2 separate regions of the Macaca mulatta genome follow, and region 2 is linked to region 1. The links are chromatin contacts, called in public Micro-C maps. All regions are on one chromosome and are shown on one strand. Each heading gives the region's core, a stretch centred on a gene start, on an enhancer-like site or on the middle of the called end of the contact. The rest is flanking DNA. Distances are from core to core; before and after follow the strand shown.

Region 1 (7,177 bases), core at 3,012-5,511:
TTTGGGGGCAGGCGGGTATTGCTATTTTGCCTGAGCTGGTGAGGTAAATGGTAGTTATTTGGCCAAAGTAACATGGAAGAGGGAACAATGTTTACTATCCTAAGGGCAGGGAAGTCGCTTTTCTCTTTTAATGACTCTGGTCTGGTTGTGTGACTCAGAGAGGCCTGCTTTGGGGGAAAAAATGAGGTGGGAAGCAGATGGTGGTAAGAAAAGATCTGAGATTCAACGATATTGGCCCCTTAACCAACCACTGCCACCGGGACAAAGGGGGTGTCACTTCTCACCTTCATTTAAATACATGCACCCTATAAATATTGAGTGCCACCATGTGCCAAGAGTAAGCTGGGCACTGGGCATATAGACATGAATGAGATAGACTGGTTTTGCCATTCTGCTGCTTGTAGATTAAGAGGAAGATGGAGATTAAGCAAGTGACCAGAGAGGAAGTATCAAAGGCTACAGGGGACTAGAGCCTTGGGGTGAGGGCTATAACCTAGCCTAGGTGCCTAAGGAGGCTGCTCTGAAACCTGAAGGATGTATAGAAGTTGGCCAGCCAGGAGGTGAGCATGTGAGAAGGCCACAGGATGAGAAAGAACAGAAAGAAGTCAAATTAGGCTTTGGGGAGTTTCTTCCTCTTCGTGGCTGTCCTTGCTGCTATTTTAAACGGGACTCCATCTGGATAAAAATGTGGGACACTGTAACCTCTGTGTGTTTGTCCTCTACCTCCATCTCCAGTGGCCTGGGATGGGCAGAAAGACAGAGGAGGGCAGTTTAAAGTCTGACAACAGGCTTAAGACTGTTTCATACACAGCTGTGAGTCTATCATGACATTTCCATGCATGTTTTCATCATGATGCTGGGCAGCATCCGAGCAAGGCCATGCAAGCTGGGACAGAGGGCGATGGGGTACTGCCTTCCATCCTGCACTCCAACTTTGTTGTTACTTCAGAGGGATGGAGGAAGTGGTAGCTTGTTTACAACCCAGAGCTGGTTTTGAAGCTGAGAGGAACGCCTCACTCATATTGCACAATTCAGCTCTAACTCCTGTCCTGGGTGACCTTGTCTGTGACTGCTCCTATCTCATGACCCAGTTTGGGAGTGGTCAGGGCTGAAAGGTGTCTTTTCATTTAACTTATGAAGAAATCAATGTCCAGAGAGGCAAGATGATCAAGACAAAAAAAAAAAAAAATCATATAATAATTTGGTTGCAAAGCCAGGACTAGAATCTATGTCTCTAATGCCACCTGCATGCACTATTTCTCTCTGGAGGCCTTCACACAAATTTGCACAGGTATTTCATATACTTACCTCATCTGATACTCTCAGCAGTCCTGTGAGATTTGTAGGGATTAAGATCCCTATTTTACAGATGAGAAAACTGAAGCTCTGAGGAGGTTTGGCCAAGTCCCCATAGCTAGAAAGTCAACCTTCTGACCTGAAATTCAGCATGTCTTCCACTGTGCCCTGTAGTTGTGCAGCAGGCACAGTCTTGGGGGGTTGCTGATTATCCACCTGAGGATGGTTTGGAATGTAGATAATGATTAGATAGGAGGGCTTGCAAGGAGTACATTAACCATGTTTGAATATTCTTACCAATTCTCCAGCATCCAAGTTGCAAATCAACATCAAAATGAGCAAGTAGCTGGCCCTGCCCTACTAGTCCTTCTCTGCAAGGGGCCATCTGAACCTTAAGCCAGCAGTTTGTGTGGGCAAACAGATCCCCATCTTCAAATCCACACTTAGGAGACTCCTGTCTCTGTTTTCTGCTGGGACTCTGACACTTGCTCTTGTAGAGAAGGTTCTCGTTAAATATATGTTGGAAAACCCCCAATAATTGACTCATCTACAGGATGTTCTCACTTTAGCCATATTCCCTTCGTTTTCCTTTGAGGGCTAAATGGGAGTAGAGGTACCTTTGCTGCTGGTCTTGAGAGACCATGGGGTTGTCTATTCCTGGTAAGGTGATGCTGACCAGACAGAGCTGATCTAGATGAGGGGTGGGAGGTGACAGTGGTTCAGTGGCTTTCTTGGAGGATGCATGATTGTTTGAATTACTATTTTTAATTGACATATATTTGTGTATAATAAATATATATGTTAGGGCCGGGCGCGGTGGCTCAAGCCTGTAATCCCAGCACTTTGGGAGGCCGAGGCGGGCGGATCACAAGGTCAGGAGATCGAGACCGCAGTGAAACCCCGTCTCTACTAAAAATACAAAAAATTAGCCGGGCGCGGTGGCGGGCGCCTGTAGTCCTAGCTACTCAGGAGGCTGAGGCAGGAGAATGGCGTGAACCCAGGAGGCGGAGCTTGCAGTGAGCCGAGATCGCGCCACTGTACTCCAGCCTGGGCAACAGCGTGAGACTCCGTCTCAAAAAAAAAAAAAAAAAAAAAATATATATATATATATATATATATATATATGTTATATATATATGAGTTAGAGCTGAATTGCACAATATGAGCAAGGCGTTCCTCTCAGCTTCAAAACCAGCTCTGGGTTGTAAACAAGCTACCACTTCCTCCATCCCTCTGAAACACCATCAAAGTTGGGGTGCAGGATGAAGGCACCCCAATAATATCACACTGGGCACAGTGTGATATTTTGATACCTGTATACGATGTATAATGAACAAAGCACGGTAGTTTACATAGAGAATGCATGATTTGCTTGGTGGGGAGAACTGGGTGGTTCTGTAATTATGTTGAGATGGACAGAAAGACATCATCTGACTTGGGGAGAAAATCGGGTGTGGGAGGAGGTGGGAGAGTGCAGAATCTGAGGCAGAGGTCTCCAGCAAGTCTGGCATGGGGTAGGGTGGGCTGGTTGAATGCTGGCTTCAGGGAGATGAGGCAAGCTGGCCTGCCTCTGGCAGGTTGTCAGTGGTAGTCCTGGGTAGAGGAGGGGGCTTTGGTAAGCTGACTGAAAAGCACTAGAGTGGGCGGGCGTAGGAATCAGGCTACCGTGGCTTGTTGGAGATGAGGAACATTGTTGGAAAACTGAACTGACCATCCCGTCCTTCCCCTGAACAGCAGCTTGTATGCAACTATAGGGGTAGTCTCCCTTTCAGCCCTGCTTGCTGTGTCTTTATTCTTATCAAAAACCAGGATCTGAGTCCAGAGGGCAGTGAAACATAAAATGAAATAGGAAAGGTTGCAGTAGTACATAGACCTCGGCTGCTCCCACTAACCTGCAAAAAAAATATTTTCCTTGGGCGTACCTTAGCAGTTCCATGGCAGAAGTTTTATCTCCTGAGGTTCACAGAGTTTGGCTCTTCAAGCTGAATGTAGGGTTAATCTAAAGTGTGTCCTCCCTCCTCTGTGGGTGTTTGCCTAGCTCCTGGCTGTGGGTTGAAGGGACTGGTAAATGTGTCTATTTTACTGCTGAGGCAGGGTGGCTCAGTGCTTGGTCACCTTGGAGGGATCATAAGCAAGCCGCCGCTGGGGCCCTGTGCCACGCACAGGTATTCATGCATGCGTGCAAGCACACCCTGTATAGCTGTGTAATAATTGTCCAGGTGTGGTGCATTCTTTGTCAGATGTACCCTTGGTTTTACTGCCTCTGTGCAGAATGTTTATTTGCTGTGCTTCAGGCGGGGGCACGTAGCTTGATAAAGGGTGGTTTTTGCTGTGGCCCCTGCAAATACGTTTTGGTGGCCAGAGTAGATGAAAAACTGAGTTTCCCACTGGAGCGGGTTCATCTGGACTCTGACTTGTTGGTTGCGTTCTAGGAGCTAATTCTGTGGCTCTGGGCTCTCCCATGGAGGTGGGGATGAGGCCGGGGCCGGGGGGAGGTGGTCTTGTGACGGGACTGAGGGCTGTGCACTCAGAAAAGTGGCCACAGTTTAGGACGACCTCGACACGACCCTGTATAGGAGGCAATTAACTCCAGAGAAAACGAGCGAGCCCCGCGCAACTCTTCATTCCAGCAGGGAGAACAAGGAGGTGTGCCCGCCAGGGAAGGGGACGCACCCTCCTCGGCGCTTGCTGCCTTAACTTCCCCATCCCCGCGCCAGGGAGGGGCCGGAGTCGCCGCCGAGGCCGCCGAGCACAGAAAGTGCGTTAAGGGGACGCGCTGCGAGCCTCACACGTGACGGCGCCGCGCCGAACCGAGCGGGACCTGGCGCCAGCGGCGGCGGGCGCAGCGGGGTGGCCCGGAGCGGCGCGGGCGGCCTGGAGCCCCGGGAGCGGCGCGCGCGGCCCCGGCCCAGCGGCTCTCCTGGCCTCGCGCTGCACATTCTCTCCTGGCGGCGGCGCCACCTGCAGTAGCGTTCGCCCGAACATGGCGACACGGAGCAGCAGGAGGGAGTCGCGACTCCCGTTCCTATTCACCCTGGTCGCGCTGCTGCCGCCCGGAGCTCTCTGCGAAGTCTGGACGCAGAGGCTGCACGGCGGCCGCACGCCCTTGCCCCAGGACCGGGGCTTCCTCGTGGTGCAGGGCGACCCGCGCGAGCTGCGGCTGTGGGCGCGCGGGGATGCCAGGGGGGCGAGCCGCGCGGACGAGAAGCCGCTCCGGAGGAAACGGAGCGCTGCCCTGCAGCCCGAGCCCATCAAGGTGTACGGACAGGTGAGCAGTTTTGCAACCCGCCTCCCTCCAGTTTTTTCCTCTCCCTGCACTTCCTCACCCCTGCATCCATCCGTTGCAGTCGCTTCCTAGGTGCAGGCACCACTGGGGACTTCCCGGCTTGCATTTGTTTTTTTCCTTCACGAGTACAACCGTCAGCACTTGAATCGCATTGATCTTTCCTTCTTCCTGTCGATTTAGTAAACGTATTCCAGGTACCTTGCCGGGTGCAGTGCGTATTACCCCAGGGTGTGTGCAGAACGCTGTAGTTTCCGGCAGGTATAGGAGGGGTGCAGCTTCATTTTACATCTGGATAAAAAACGGGCTTTCTTTAGTGTACCATCAGTTGGCAGTGGAGGCGAGCACCCTGCAGTTGCGGTACACTTACACAGAACAGCACGAGGTGGGGGTTTCCACACTTAGCATTATTAGCACAATAAGGTGGGCGAACCTGAAAGCTTGTCGACTATCTCTGTACAGTCAGACAAGAGGTGTGTGTGCGTGTATAAGGGCTGAATTTTTAATTTCTGATTTTTGCCTAGGGTATGAGATGCTCTCCATTCCTTCTTCCCACCCTTCAAGATACTGACTCTCCTACCCCCTTCAAGATAACTTTATTTTGGAGAGGCATACCCCTCATGGCACTTGGAGATTTGAAATGACTGCAGGAAATTTGGTGGGCATTATTATTTTATAAGTGATTTATTTCTATCCAGGCAATGGGTTTATTAGATCATAAGTAACGTGAATTTCACTTTTATGGTCAGACTTACTGCGAGGAATTGCAGATGGAGTTTGTAGGTTAGGATCAGCACTGGCAAAATTAATTTGACCGTGTTATTGCCTCATGAGATTCCCAGTTCTGCAGTTAAGATTGACATCAGCAAAAGTATAAAGTCGGGAGGGGAGAAAAAGTAGGACCAGAGGAGGTGGTAAATACACTTGTTTTCTAGAGTCAAATTGTTTCTTTTAAAGTAGAAATTATTAATAAAAGATTACCCTGAGTTCTGCCTTTTCTCACTAATTTCACTTTAGCCATTTCTTCAGGAAATATATAGAGTTAAATGTTCAACCCTGGGATCCAGGACGAACCTTATAAACATATCACCCTATTGTGTCATTTTGTTGGTGAAGAAACTGAAGCATGGAACGGTGAAGTGACTAGTCCAAGGTCATACCGGGAAGGTGGCCTGCTCTCTAGTTTTTGTCTGCATTGTCTCAGTGACCTTTGCTTGATTGCAGTCACCCTGTCTTTATGCAGTGCTGCTTAAATACCTCTTTCCTGAAATAAAATAGATCTGGTATAAAGGGGGAAAGGATGGTGGGGACTGGGTGGGTGCATTAGACTTCCCTCCACTATTGGCCCTGGGCAAGAATGTGTGCCACAGGCTGCAGGAACCTGCGTGCTCAGTTCCTCTTGGGCCCAGATCCTTGTCCCCCGTCCCCACCCCATATGACAAATATATGTATTAACAAAAAGAAGTCATCAAGGTCCTTGCTCTCAACAGCGACAACAGCATGGGGCTGATGGAGGGTGGGAGGAGGAGGAGGAGTGGCCTGCTTGTTCATTGGGCCTCCCCAGTCAGCCCAGCTCTGCTGTGCTCTTGAATCAGCATTCTGGGAACTGGGAGTTGGGGGCTGGTGGGAGGCAATCCCTCCCAGTGCTCAGGTCCCCTGAAGCTGTAGTTTAGGTTGAGGAAAAAGCTTTCTGGTTTCAAAAATATGCGTACAGGTGCCATTTCTTTCTTGGGTTTGGTTTGTGAAAAGCTCCAGGGGATGTGGGGCAAGTTGGACATGAACTCTGTTCTCATTGGGAGTGACTTCCAAACCCTGGGCTTTTGAGTTTCTGGGCCAGCCAGATTGAGTTTGGTTCAGCTGAAGGATGGAGAAGTAGCAGTCGAGCTCATAATGAGGAATTCCTAACCAGAGGGTGAGGATGCAAGGGTGAGATTTTTCTTTTCTGTGGCTGCCTTCCTATGCCATTGTTGCCTCTTGCTCTGAGGTTAATAAGAAGTGGAATTAATTGGAATCTGTAAGGATTTGAGTCAGATAAAAGGAAGAACTTCCCCGTACTGGGCTTTCTGCCACAAGTTCTGTCTGGTGCAGACACTTCAGAGTGCAAGCACAGGTTGGTGACTGAAGGGATTTGAGGTGCCCTTCTTGGAACCCTGGAGTAACTGACATCTACTTGGAATGATCTTTCTAGCAAGGATGACCATTGCCTCTGTGTTTCCCTGGGGCAGACCTGGTTTCTAAGTTGTCTCTGGTGGTTATGAATAGCACCCCCTTCACTCTCAAAAGTGTCAAGATGTGACAATAAGTTATATGGTCCTACTTTTAGCCCTAAGCCAAGTTCCACTTTATACTCACCGCTTTCCCCTTCAACTTAGGTTTAAACCTAAGGAATGGTGATGTTTTCCAACAGTACTGCTTGACTTGAATGTGGGTCTATGGAGGTGCAGTGGGGTGGGGAATAGAATTTCATTCCTGCTTTTAGGAAATGTACAATTTAAGGAGGAGAACAAGCAGATGCAGACACAGGCATGTCAGTGTACCAGGACGGGAACCAGGAAACATGGTCACAAGAAACCAGCCACAACTCTACAATGGTGTGAT
Region 2 (7,457 bases), core at 4,919-7,418, 42 kb after region 1:
GATGGGGTCTTACTCTGTCACCCAGGCTGGAGTGCAGTGGCCAGATCTCAGCTCACTGCAAGCCCCGCCTCCCGGGTTTACGCCATTCTCCTGCCTCAGCCTTCTGAGTAGCTGGGACTACAGATGCCCGCCACCTCGCCCGGCTAGTTTTTTGTATTTTTTAGTAGAAACGGGGTTTCACTGTGTTAGCCAGGATGGTCTCGATCTCCTCACCTCGTGATCCGCCCGTCTCGGCCTCCCAAAGTGCTGGGATTACAGGCGTGAGCCACCGCGCCCGGCCCGGGTCTCGTGCTTCTTAATACATGGTTCCTAGGGCCGGAGGAACCCTCAGATTCCATCTGTGGGAGTTGAAGGGCTTTGGCAAAGATCAGCGTGTTAATTCCTCGTTGCCACAGCCGCGTATTCAGCTGGTTCCCCGCGGGGCTCTGTACTTAGCTGGTGTCCTCTGCATTCATCTTTAATTACCAGGGTCCATTACTGTTTTTTTCTTCCTTTTTTTTTGTGTGTTAAAATACTCATAATGTACAATTTACTGTCTTGACCCTTTTAAGCATGCAGTTTAGTGATATTGAGTACATTCATATTATTTTGCAGCCATCACCTCCATCCATCTCTAGAACACTTTTCATCTTGCAAGACTGAAACTCTAAAACCATTAAATAATACCTCTCTGCCCCCAGCCCCTGGCAACCACCATTCTACTTTCTGTCTCTATGCTTTTGCCTACTGTAGGTACCTCCTAAGTGGAATTATATACTATTTGTCCCCTTGTGACGGACTTATTTCACTTAGCAGAATGTCCTTAAGATTAATCCATATTGTAGCATGTGTCAGGTTTGTTTTTTTGCTTTTTAAGGCTGAATAATATTCCATTGTATGCACAGACCACATTTTGCTTATTTGCTCATCCCTCATGGACGCTTGGATTGCTTCCACATTTTAGCTGTCGTGAATAATGCTGCTGTCTGTGAAAGGTTTTTAAGGACACTGTTTCTTCGGTGAAAAGTGCTGAGTATAATCATCCTTTTGTTTTTACCATTACCTAGAGGCTAGTCTTGAGTGAAATATAACTTTTGGTAATCCATAAATAGAAGGCAAGTCCTACTCATTTTTCCTTCCAGTTGCTATTGAGGGAAGAACACATATGTACACAGTTGTCTTTCCTTTCTTGCCCTTGTTTGCTTTTGGAGCAACTGAGCTGGCTTTGGCAGTCCCAGTGCCTGCCTTCACAGAGAGCGTGTCATGGAAGGTGGAATTTCAGCGGGTGTTTGATGGTGATGCCATTCAGGTTGTATTATACATGCCTCTCGCATCATATATGCCTCTTGCATCATGACCACTTGTCTTTGCAGCTGTGGAAGTCAGATGACTTTGGCCAGACCTGGATCATGATTCAGGAACATGTCAAGTCCTTTTCTTGGTAAGTTGTGTCATCTAAGCAATCTTGATGTACATGACCTCCTTTCTCCAGTTCTAGCTCCTTCGTGGCGGACAAACCTGCCCTCACCTGAAATGTCAAGCGTTTGTTCAGGAAATACGTTGTTCCAGATCTGAGAATTAGAGCTGCAAGTACAGTGATCTCACTGGGGGAGGGAGTGGGGAAGAGGAGAAAGTAAGGTTATTTATGAGAGGAGTGGTAGAGCTTTTGCATTTTTCAGTCTGTCAGGGAACCCAGGGGAATCTTGAGGCCCTTGCATGTTTGTAGAGTTTCATTTTTAGAGCATCATATTAGAAGTGGGAGTTTTTTCTCTATATAAAATTTATGCATTTCGCTAGGCACAGTGGCTCACGCCTGTAGTCCCAGCACTTTGGGAGGCCGAGGTGGGCAGAGCACCTGAGGTCGGGAGTTCAAGACCTGCCTGTCCAACATGGTCAAACCCTGTCTCTACTGAAAATACAAAAATTAGCCGAGCATGGTGGTATGCACCTATAATCCCAGGTACTCGGGAGGCTGAGCCAAGAAAACCGCTTCAACCTGGGAGGCAGAGGTTGCAGTGAGCCGAGATCACATTGCTACACTTTAGCCTGGGCGATGCAGTAAGACTCTGTCTCAAAAAAACAAAACAAAATTCTTCATTTGTTCATAACATTTTCTTGAATGTCTGTTAAATATAAAACCTACTAGATGCTTAAGGGTATAAGAAGTTGAATAATTTATGGATATAGTTATTAAGGAGAGGTAAGGAAAGACATTTCAGATACATAACACACATTGTGAAAGGGGCACAGAGGTAACAGACATCGCATGAGAAGCTAGAGAGAGGATTTATCCTTCCATATGGGAGGATCATAGACAGCTTTGTAGAGGAGGTTGCCCTTGATCCAGGATGTGCACAACAGGTACGATGTACCTGTGTGGAGGTGTGGAGGATGGGAATTCCAGGCAGAGGAACAAAGTGGCCAAAGGCACAGGGATGAGCCAATATAGTGCTTAGACAGAGAACATGAACTCTTAATATTGGGTGACGTTTTGAAAGGGAAGTTGGTATTAGAATCTGCATTGCTTCATAAAGGAATTTGGGCTCCCTTCTGAAAGCAATGGGATACCACTGTAGGTTTTTGAGAAGAGGAGTGAAATAAACAGGCTGTACTTCAAGAAGTACTTGTTCTAGAACTAGATAGTAATATACTTATTGTAATTTACCATGACAGTGATAAAGTAGTACAGGATCGTGAATTATCTGAATTTGTACGTGTGTAGGCAAACGTGTAGGACAGATTTCTGGGAGTGGGTATGCTGGGTCAGTGGGTTTATCTAACAGCTGTCCGTTTACTCACATGGATGACTGATGGATATTGCAAACTTGACATCTCCCAAATTGACTCTTGATCTTCACCACCCCGAATCAACACCACCCATGATTTTTCTCATTTGCTTAGGCTGAAATCTTTGGTGTCATTGTTGATTTCACATTTGTTTTATGCTTTACATTCATTCTATCAGGAAATCCTATTGGCTCCACCTTCAATATATATCTAGAATCTTCTAGTCAGGTACCACTTTTACTGCAAGCCTCCAGTATCACTGCTCATTAGTCTCCCAACTAGTCTTTCTGCTTTTACTCTTGTTTTTCTACCATTAATTCTCAGCATGTGGTTGGTTTGAGTCTATTCAAACAAATTAGATCATTCTGTTCCTCTGCTTTGAACCCTTAAATGCTTCGTCATTTCTCTCTGATTAAATATCAGATACCTTCTTACCATAGGGAACAGGATGTTTGCAATTGCTGTTTTCTCTGCCTAAAATACTCCCACCCAAGATACACTATACTGTGTACTCCCTTACCTCATTCCAGTCTTTGCTCAAATAATATCTTCTAAATGAAGGCCACCTCATTTATGCCCACCTTAGGATCCTATTTAAAATTGCACCTGGCCAGGCGCGGTGGCTCACGCATGTAATTCCAGCACCTTGGGAGGCCGAGTTGGGTGGAACATTTGAGGTTAAGAGTTCCAGACCAGCCTGGCCAACATGATGAAACCCCGTCTCCACTAAAAACGCAAAAATTTGCTGGGCGTGGTGGCAGGTGCCTGTAGTCCTAGCTACTCAGGAGGCTGAGGCAGGGGAATCGCTTGAACCTGCTAGGTGGAGGTTGAAGTGAGCCGAGATTGCGCCACTGCACTCCAGTCTGGGCAACAGACCAAGATGCTATCTCAATAAATGAATGAATGAATGAATGAATGAATGAATAAAAATAAAATTGCACCTACTCCCCCATTACTCCCAGTCTCCTATACTGTATTCTGTTCTGTTTTGCAGAGCACTTTACCACATTCTAATACACTATTATTATGGTTATTATTTGTCTTTCTCTCTTCAATAGAGTGGAAGCTCCCCAAGGGCAAGGATTTTTGTAAGTTTTGTGCACTGATATATCCCGGTGAATAAATCCTTAAACTTGTAGCTTTGGGAGAGATTGCCAGACTCGCTATAGAAAGTGTCAAGTTTGCCCTCATCTCAACAATATACAATAGTGTCTCCCTCCACAGCCAGTGTGTTAGGGAAGAAATATTATCTCTGTGGTTTTAATTTGCATTTTCCTTATTAAGAGTTAGAACATCTTTTAATCTGCTTAAGGGTCCTTTTTTTTTTTTTTTTTTTTTTTTTTTGAAACAGAGTCTCGCTCTATTGCCCAGGCTGGAGTGCAGTGGTGCGTTCTTGGCTCACTGCAGCCTCCGCCTCCAGGGTTCAAGCAATTATCTGCCTCAGCTTCCCGGGTAGCTGGAATTACAGGTGCCTGCCACCACGCCTGGCTAATTTTATTTATTTTTATTTTATATTTTTTAGTGAGAGTCTCACTTTGTTACCCAGGCTGGAGTGCAGTGACAGTATCATAGCTTACAGCAGCTTCAAACTCCCGGGCTCAAGTGATCCTCCCACCTCAGCCTCTTACGTAGCTAGGACTACAGGCATGTGCAGCCATGCCTAGCTAATTTTTAAATTTTTCTGTAGAAAGGAGATCTCCCTGTGTTTCCCAGGCTGATTGCAAACGCCTGGCCTCAAGCAGTCCTCCCACCTTGGCCTTCCAAAGTGCTGGGATTGTGGTTTATTTATTTATTTGTTTGTTTGTGTAAGTATGACCAGGCTGGAGTGCAGTAGTGTGATCTTGGCTCACAGCAACCTCTGCCTCCCAGATTCAAGCGATTCTCCTGTCTCACTCTCCCGAGAAGCTGGGATTACAGGTGCCCACCACCATGCCTGGCTAATTTTTGTATTTTTAGTAGAGACGAAGTTTCACCATGTTGGCCAGGCTGGTCTCAAACTCCCAACCTCAGGTGATCTGCCCACCTCGGCCTCCCAAAGTGCTGGGATTACAGGTGTGAGCCACTGTGCCTGGCTTCATGCCCCTTTTCTATTTGATTATTAGTATTTTCATTATTGATTTCAAGGAGCTCTTTATGTATTTGAGATTAGCCCTTTGGCTGTAATGTGAGATAGATTGTATGTGTGTGTATTTATATTTCTATCTCCTAGTTTTTCATGTGTTTTTAGATTTTTACTAGTAATTTTAGTCCTCATTACGTGTAATGGTCCCAGAAGATGTAGATACTGCCTTTCTTTTAGTTCTCCATGTAAAGTGAAATGTCTTTTAGTTGGTATTGCTTCCTTAGTAATAGAGGATGATAAAGATGGAGCTGGCATGTTGAGGAGCCTTACAGCTGACCATCGTCAGACACCCATAGATTCTTGTTTATGTTTCCACAGAGGGTAGCTGTTTCTGACCCTTTTGCTATTTTCCTTGAGCAGAAGTTGTGGGATCTTAGTGAAATTATAACCAGTCTCATCCAAGGACACCCTGTGCTCAAGGAAAACCATTAGAACTTTCTTTTGCTTGATTTGAATTTTAAGGGGAAAAATTGTTCTTTTATCTGTTTAAGAAACTATAAGAGGGCAAACCAGCAGAATTACTAGATAAGGGAACATACAATTTAGAAATTTTTAAGTTCTAAAATTATATTGTACCTTCTGCCTCTGTGTAGATATACAGATATCTTGGGAGAAAGGACTGGTTTATCTCATTTAAGCTAATGACATGTCGGTTAGGGGATTTTAGGCTATTTAGGGGATTTTTCCCCTCAGGTTTCCCCATAGTAAGTGAAAGTGTAATCTAGTCTGTCAGAATAATGACATACATTTGTTCAACAATGCTTGGCAAGTTGGGAGCAGCAGGAGTGGGAAAGCTAATAATTTACATGGTCGGGAGCTGGAGATTGGCCGGACAGAATAGTGGAAGACCTGGAGGGGAGCTGAGGGGACTAAAGATACCCTGTGGAGTATCATTGAGGGATTTCAGGTGAGGCCAGGTGAGGCTGGTGACTGCTCAGAGGTAGAGCAAGGAGTGGAATTTCTCAATGAGGGCAAAGACAATAGAAAGTAGGTGTCAGTGAGCGTAAGACACTGGAAGTCTAAGTGATTGCAAAGTATAAGAACTTGTAGGTGGAGCAGCTTGCAGAAATGGGAGGTCCAAATATGGATTACGGAAGAAAATTGGGATGAAAGTCATAGTTCTTTCTATCTCTAGGTGTTGGCTGCTGCTTTTGGCTAGGAAGGAATAATAGAGGTGAGCTGGGTCTCAAAATAGCTCAATAAAGGTTCCTTCCTCTGCCGTTTTAAAAATACCAAGCAGCCTCATTTTAATTTGCATATCCTCTGGCTAGAGGAAGTACTTTAATCAGTACTTCTAATTGTGGAAAAGAAGAGAACATGCCACCACCCGCCCACACATGCACACAGAGGATCTGATAGTGAAGAATAGTTTTCTCCCACACTAGGACCAAGGCTGCTGGTTTCTTCGTTTCCCTAAGAATCCAGATTGTAGGGCAAAACTCAAGTCTTGCTCTCATTGTAAAAAGAAGCTCTTTTTTCTTTGTTTTTTTGAGGCAGGGTGTTGCTCTGTTGCCCAGGCTAGAGTGCAGTGGCACAATCATGACTCACTCAGGCTCGAACTTCCAGGCTTCAATCCACCCACCTCGGCCTCCTGAGTAGCTGGGGCTACAGGTGTGCGCCAATGTGCCTGGCTATTTTTAAATTTATGTTTTATAGAGGTGGAGTCTCACTATGTTGCCCAGGCTGGTCCCGAACTCTTGGGTTCAAATGGTCTCCCTCCCTACCCTGGCCTCAGCCTCCCAAAGTGTTGGGATTACAGGTGTGACCCACTGAACCTGGCAAAAGAGGCTCTTGTTTCTCTGTTTCTTATCTTCCTTTGTGGGAGGGGTAGGGGAGAATATGCTCTTGAATATGTATCTCTGAAGGAATTTTAACACAATTACCTTCGTTATTCTGAGAGCCATCATGCATATGGAACTGTATAAGGGCAATTACCTAACTGAGGCCTTCTGCCTTTCCTTGAGTCATCACTCTGTATTCTTACTACAAGACTATCTTCCCGACTTTTCCATTTATTTTTTCCATTTGCTGAATGGTTCCCATGGCCTTGGTGTTCTTGAGAATGTTAGGAGACCTGGAGCAGATGAGTTGTCCTCTGAGCTACTGTGTGGGGCTTCTTTGGGGAACACTGGCTCAGAAGTTCTTCTCCAAGGTAGTTTGGCCTGGTCATTCTATGTTTTCGTTTTGGATTAGCTTCTCGAATTGCCCCACAGATCCAATGCAGAAAGCGTCTCTTCAGCTAGGAATACTATAGGGTGAAAAGAAATCCAAGACATGGTTTTCCAAGGCATCTATACTATGTCTAGGAAGCTCAGACAAATACATAATGGTGAACAATAAAATACAGTGTCTAAGAGGCATTACTGCGTAAAGGAATAAGACTGATTCTAAAAAATGGCCCAACTACAGGGGTTTTGTACCTTTGTCTGGAGTTCAAACTCATGTGAAAGGCTTGGAATTGGGTGCTGCGGAGCGATGTTTTGCTAGTGTTGGGAGAAGAGAGGACAGCACTGAGGAAGGCTTCCTGGAAGATGAAGACTGGAACTGGATGACAGAGGAGAGTAGGAAT

What was found. Hi-C and Micro-C count contacts between places; a contact is called where the count stands out from the background.
Region 2: a Micro-C map of CD4 T cells shows a contact between it and region 1, with 4 times the contacts expected there. The contact joins the enhancer-like site here to the promoter of SORL1 in region 1. A contact is called at or near these places in 4 of 14 Hi-C or Micro-C datasets (CD4 T cells, blood, cortical neurons and 1 more).

Annotation. Positions count from the first base shown.
Region 1 is chr14:122,123,024-122,130,200 of T2T-MMU8v2.0, forward strand. It overlaps SORL1 (sortilin related receptor 1), which reads left to right and starts at 4,262. Exons shown (of 48, transcript XM_015115975.3): 1 at 4,262-4,564. The coding sequence starts at 4,280.
Region 2 is chr14:122,162,668-122,170,124 of T2T-MMU8v2.0, forward strand. It overlaps SORL1 (sortilin related receptor 1), which reads left to right. Exons shown (of 48, transcript XM_015115975.3): 5 at 1,353-1,420. Among named protein-coding and RNA genes, the nearest start is that of SORL1, 39 kb to the left of the region's middle. Within about 2 kb of position 6,169, at least 5 of the 40 cell types and tissues checked have an H3K27ac peak or open chromatin away from gene starts, as enhancers often do. A contact at or near this core is called in CD4 T cells and cortical neurons, where this site is marked.